2 separate regions of the Dromaius novaehollandiae genome follow, and region 2 is linked to region 1. A link is a contact called in public Hi-C data. All regions are on one chromosome and are shown on one strand. The core of a region is the stretch at or near the end of the contact, and the rest is flanking DNA. Distances in the headings are between cores, read along the strand shown. Region 1 overlaps CRYL1 (crystallin lambda 1). Region 2 holds the start of GJA3 (gap junction protein alpha 3).

Region 1 (2,726 bases), core at 162-2,661:
TAGCATACAGCTCTTACCAAAGGAGTCCCCAGGCTACACACATCTTGCAATGTGGTGCCAGCATTTTGATCAGTTAGAATGAGGATTTTTTTTTTTTTTAATAAGAGCACAGACTCTAGAAAGTGACATTATTTTTATGTTAGAACATGATTTGAACTTGAGCCCCCACCTCAGGAGCTGGGATCACAGAGAAGGGGGAATGGAGGGAAGTACCTGGCTGTGCACCAGAGCAGGGAGGTGAGATCAAGTGAGATGGACCCTGAAACACCTGGGGGAAATGCAGGAACCCAAACAAGATGGGATACAAGCAAGGCAGTATGACCAAAGCTCAATAGGTTGTTTACCTTCCCCCCACCCCACCCTGCAGCTATTCATTCCCACAGCCCTCAGTACACACCTTCCTCCAAAATGGGATTCCCAGCACATGTTCAAACACCAGATGATTAACAAAATGTTTGTAGACAAAAGACTTTTTAGATGTAAAACAACTCTAGCTAGCCCAAAACAATTTGGGCACTCAAGTGTTTATTCCCAGCCTGAAGGGGATGTGGTATTCCATAAACCAGGCATAAGAGAACAGGATAAGGACAGCACCTCCTTTAATTAAAAGGCAGACTGGCAATTCTTTAATGAGGGGGCCCAGATTATTGCCAGTTGATGTAACTATAAAACAGTAAATAAAACAGAAAGGTATGGTCATCTATGTTCACATCCTGGGACTTCAGTTACAGACTCCCTCAGAGTAAGGACAGGTATGCCCCAAAATAAAATACTTACATGGGGGCAGAGAAGGAATCCCATCACACAAGGTTTTTAATAACAGGTTAAACCATTTTGACAGACATTTGTCTAGGTATGACCAATCCTGCCTTGGGGCTGGGGTTGGGTTAAGTAACCTCTGAAGTCTCTTCCAGCCTGATTTTGGACAACTCTATAGCTGGTAGGCCAACAAAGCTAAAGGTGAATCTTCCAATAGAGGCAGGATCCTCTCATATGCTGTTCTGTTGAGAAGCAGAGGACTGGAGCAAGGGGAACTCCTATACAAATTTAATTCTGATTCATAGGGTTTGAACTTGTTATAACTATATTTTGAACTGGAATTCAAAAAGTGTCTTATAGCAAATCTACAAGTGACTGGCTTTTAAAATACTCTTAAGTTCATATTCAGAAAAGCTTTAATAGAATCTAATCTCACTGATCTACTGTCTTTTAGTTTGTGGTTTTAATTTTTTTAGGTAGCAGTTGTAAAGCATCAGTTAAAACATCAGTATTTTTAGGCTAAACTACTTTAAAAAAATGGGGGCTATAATTCCCTTCAAATCTAAAGATTTGACAACTACTCAGGTGTCTTGAATGTATTAGTTCATACCAGTGTGAAATCTGATGCTTGCTAAATCACTAGCTCTTAAGTGAAATCAGAGTCTCTACCCACATGATACAGTACAAGTAAATACCACTCCAGTGAGGTGAAATCCAGCATTTCAGAGGGAAACATTTTGTACTTTTCTGTAGCTCAGAAACATACTCTTTTAAGGAACTGGAGCAATAAACTATCAAATTACTGCCACTGTACACTGTTCAGAACAAATGACTGCACTACAAATGCCTGTTCAACCTTTACTTAGTATGAAATACAAAACAGGAGTTAGGGAAGCACTGTTTTTCAGAACTATGTTACCCAATTCAGAGTCAAAACTTGCAGATCTGAGGGGGTTGCTGTTGTTTTCTTTTTTAAATACACACAAATGAAGCTTCATCTAGGGTTAGTATCATGATATGAAGAGATTTGTCTTTTTCCATGAGGTTCATGTGTCTGACAAAAGTTGAACAGGCAAGTTTGTAATAGTAGACAATACCAGTTATTATACACCCAGGATAGATCGGAGTGAATTTTAGAGTGTTAGGAGTGAAGAATAAAATAAAACTCCACTCATATGAGAAGCCAAAGGGAAGGTGTACAGAACATTTCTTTTTTTTTTTTTTTTTTTTGTTTTTGAACACTACTGTTCAACCAGCCCTCCTACCAAATTCTGCACTAGCACTTGACTACACTTTTAAATAGATCTGGCTCAGTTCAGGTGGCACAGGCTGACTGTCTGACTTAAAGGAAGAGCCTTTCTACAATCATACATGCCCACTTTAGTTAGAAAATGGGTTGTCTTCGGGGACTTAGTTGCCCCAAAAGCACCATGTGTCGTCTTTTTTTTTTTAAGCTGCCAGTCAGATGAGATTTGGGAAAAATGAATATAACCAGCTATAACTGCAAAGCAAGCGACTGGAACCAGGAAAATGGTACAATTAGACAACATACGAGAAACAACTGATCGGGGAGTCTCGTAGGTGATGCTCTAAGAAGTTATGCCACAGCTGGATGCTGGGACAGGAGTTAGCCAGAAGAAAGGCAATTCTGCCCGTCAGGAGGGGGCAACAGCAACTGCAGCACCACGGGGGTGACACTGGCAAGCTGCTTCCTGGAACACCATCTCTCAGTTCAACTCAAAGACCGTCATTACACTGTACAAAGGGATCACAAGAGTTATTAAAATGACTTGATAAAATATTTTATAGCAAGAGTCTTTGGTCTTCAATTGTTCTAACCCTTAAATTTTCCCCAATCCTCTGCAAAGATGTCAAGGCAGTTAACCCATTTAGAATCAACGGTCTCAGAGGCTAAAATGCAACTTTTGGTGTTGTTAAGTGTTTAAGGTAGACAGGATAAGACCAGG
Region 2 (3,086 bases), core at 45-2,544, 120 kb before region 1:
TTTAAAGTTTTGGGTCTGGCTTTTCAGTCCAACTGCTTTTTCCTATTTATTCCAGGCTCTTACAGACCTAACACACTCTCAGGACTCCTAATAACATCCCAGGCTTATGTGATTCCTCAGGGAGTCTGGGATGGATCCAAATGCCTTTTGATACTATACCTACAGGGAAAAAAAACAAACAAAGAAACAAAAACGAACAACACACCTTACTTACAGCAACGGTAAACTTTTGCCTAATTAAGTCATAAGTATCTGTGGAAAATTCCAAAGAATGTATATTCATCTCAAATACTTTGCATTCCTTTTGAGTCCTAAGTGAACAAGTGAGCAACTGGCACACTTTCGGTAAATTTTAGCCCAAACATTTGGCCAGAGCGAGGCAAAGTCCTGGTCGATGCAGGGCCTGAGGGAGGACACGTGGCAGTTTTCTGTGCGCGCAGGAGAAAGCCCAAAAGGAAAACGCTCAGGTGAAAACATGCTCAGAAGAAGGGGCTGAGGTAACACTGAGTTCACCCCAGGAAACCCCTGGGCCATTACGGTCACACTCATCAATTCCATCATGGTGTGTGGCACCACTTACAAAGCTGAAAGAAATGCCGGGTCTGCTTTATTTAGGATTAATTCCACTCCAGGAGTAAAACTGGCTCGAAATGCCGCACATCGACGCTCAGATGTTAGCGCTAACCCTGAATGAAGAAGGCCTTCCCCCACCTCCCACTGGGGCAGCTTACGGCGCCCAGCAGCGTCACCAGTCCCGGCTGCGAGCGGCGGCCCCCCGCCCCTCGGCTCCTCACGGGGCAGTCAGAGCAGTCAATGCCGCCTCCCCGATTCCTCCTCAGAGCGACGCGCAGTGCTGCGCCGCGGCCCCCCGCCCCGCCCGGCCGCGGAGGGCAGCCCTCGCTGCGGCCCTGGGGCACCGCGGAGGGGCAGCGAGGCCGCCGGCGGGTGCGCCCGCGCGGGCACCGGGCTCTGCCCACGGCCTCCCCCCCGCCCCCTCGGCGCAGCCCGGCCGCTGGCGGGGCAGCTTGACTGACGCTTTGCTATTTTAAGCAGCGAAAGCTTAACTCGCTCGGAGGAGTCCAGAGGGTTTCATTTAAGGGGGAAAGGGTTAAAAAAAAAAAAAAAGCCGCCAAACTTTTCTCAGCGTGTGGAAGAGAAGCGCGGGCGCAGGGTGCCGGCGGCGCGGCTCGCCCGGCCGGCCGAGCCCTACCTGCTGCCGCCCGTGCCGGAGCCCCCTCGCGCAGGCGGCGGCCCGTCGCCTGGAGGCCGCCTGTGGTGCGGGACCGGGGACAGCCTCCCCTATAGGCACCGGGCACCCGGCCCTCCCTCTCCCCCCTCCCCGCGCCCGCCTCCCGCAGCCGACGGCTCTGCCAGCTCCGGACGCAGCCCCCTGCCGAGGGGCTCTGGCACGGCGCGGGCTGCTGCGCCATGCCGCGCCATGCTGCGCGGGTGTCTGCGCGGCCCTCGGCGGGTGCCGGCGCTAATTGCCTTCCCGCACCCCGGCAGCTCGCGGGGCGCTTGGGTGCCTCACGCTCGCCCTTCTCTCCCGTGCTTTTAAGGCGTCGCCGCCATGCGGATGATCATCCTCCGCAGGCCAGGGTGGGATTTCCTAAGGAATAAACAGCCTCTTCCTCCGAGAAGCCTAAGAAATGAGCCACCGCTTCAGGCCAGCGGCGCCTCCCCGTTGGAGAGCCCCCGAGGGCTCTGGTGGGAGGGAGCCAGGCGAGAGCCGCTCCCTCGGGTCCCTCCATCTCCGCAGCCGCCTCCGGCTCCCGCTGCCCCCCCGGGAAATGGCGGGTCCCGCCGTCCACGCTGGCCGCGAGGGGCTCTGTGTAGTCGGGGCACTGTGGCCGTCACTCGCCGCCACTGCTTCGCGGCAGTGACTCCTGACTTGGCGTCATGTTTTTAAGGAAAACGTGTGTAAAACAGAGAGTCTCTCTCGCGCACACACGCCCGCTGCGGCCCTTCCGCAGCGCAGCGCAGCGCGACGCAGCGCCGCCCGCTGGCGGCCGTTGGTGCCGCGGTAACGGCTCGGCGGAGCCGCTCGGCTCCGGTGGCGGCTTCTAGACGGCTCCGCTGGGGCCTGCGGACCTGGGAGGGAGAATCTCGCTTTCACCCGCGAGGTGTTAGGTGCGTCTTAAACCTCAGTTCTTCACACAGAAGGCTTTGTTTTGTGTTTCTGCAATGGATATTATTTTTGAAAAGCGTCTTTCACAGACCCTCCTCAGGCAAGAGTAGCTGTCATGCTGTTGTGCACAGACTGCTTGAAAAGCCTGATTGGTTGCAACTACATTTTACGTGTCCACATTGATGTGACTGTTGATACTTTCAGCATCCATACTCAAAAATATTACCATTGCCTACCTTTTGGTCAGACTCTTGTGTTCTTGGCTGTTGCCCTGAGTAGGGAAAACATTAGACAACTAAAAACCAGCATGATGGCTCTTCAGCAACAACACACAAGTTTCTGTTAATAGTAAGCTATGTGCCGGCCAGAGAGGTGAAAACATGTCCGTATCAGGTCCTTCTCAAGGCCTTTTGTTGTTCCCTTCGGTAAAAATACTATCCAAGACAAATTCTGCCTGAGACACTCTGAAGAGCAGCGTAGCAGAGCCTTGATTGCTCCCTATAAATATTTCAACTGAATGAGGACGAAAATATCTATTAAACTAAAGGCTCGTGGTGGCACGAGACAAATGGGTATAAACTAAAGAAGCGTGATATATCAGAAACACACCTGTACCATGATTCTAAGTATAGTAATATCACAGCAGTAATCTTTTACCTAATCTGTACCATATATCCCCATTGCACCTCTACATCTGCCTGGTTCTGTGTTCCGGGAGAAGGAAGGAGACAGAGGTGGAGATGGGTCGTTCCTCTTCTTCTCTTAGACACTGACACTTCTGCCTCTCTCCCATGATGTGCCAGAGCAGAGATCTGCGGAGTATATGTGGATCCTGAGACCGTGTGGTGGTGAGGGACTGTGTTAGGCTATGGGAGGGAATCCTAGCAGCCCCATTGACTCATGGCACTTCCTTCATGCAGTGAAGTGCCTCAGCTTATCCGGCCAGCTGAAGGGTAGG

Evidence for each region. Hi-C and Micro-C count contacts between places; a contact is called where the count stands out from the background.
Region 2: a contact with region 1 is called in a Hi-C map of ovary, with 5 times the contacts expected there. The contact joins the promoter of GJA3 here to the enhancer-like site in region 1. A contact is called at or near these places in 3 of 4 Hi-C or Micro-C datasets (brain, liver and ovary).

The regions. Positions count from the first base shown.
Region 1 is chr1:199,595,911-199,598,636 of bDroNov1.hap1, reverse strand. All of the region lies in intron 3 of CRYL1 (crystallin lambda 1), which reads right to left. Among named protein-coding and RNA genes, the nearest start is that of CRYL1, 23 kb to the right of the region's middle. Within about 2 kb of position 1,411, at least 1 of the 2 cell types and tissues checked has open chromatin away from gene starts, as enhancers often do.
Region 2 is chr1:199,717,069-199,720,154 of bDroNov1.hap1, reverse strand. It overlaps GJA3 (gap junction protein alpha 3), which reads right to left and starts at 1,294. Exons shown (of 2, transcript XM_026112092.2): 1 at 1,211-1,294.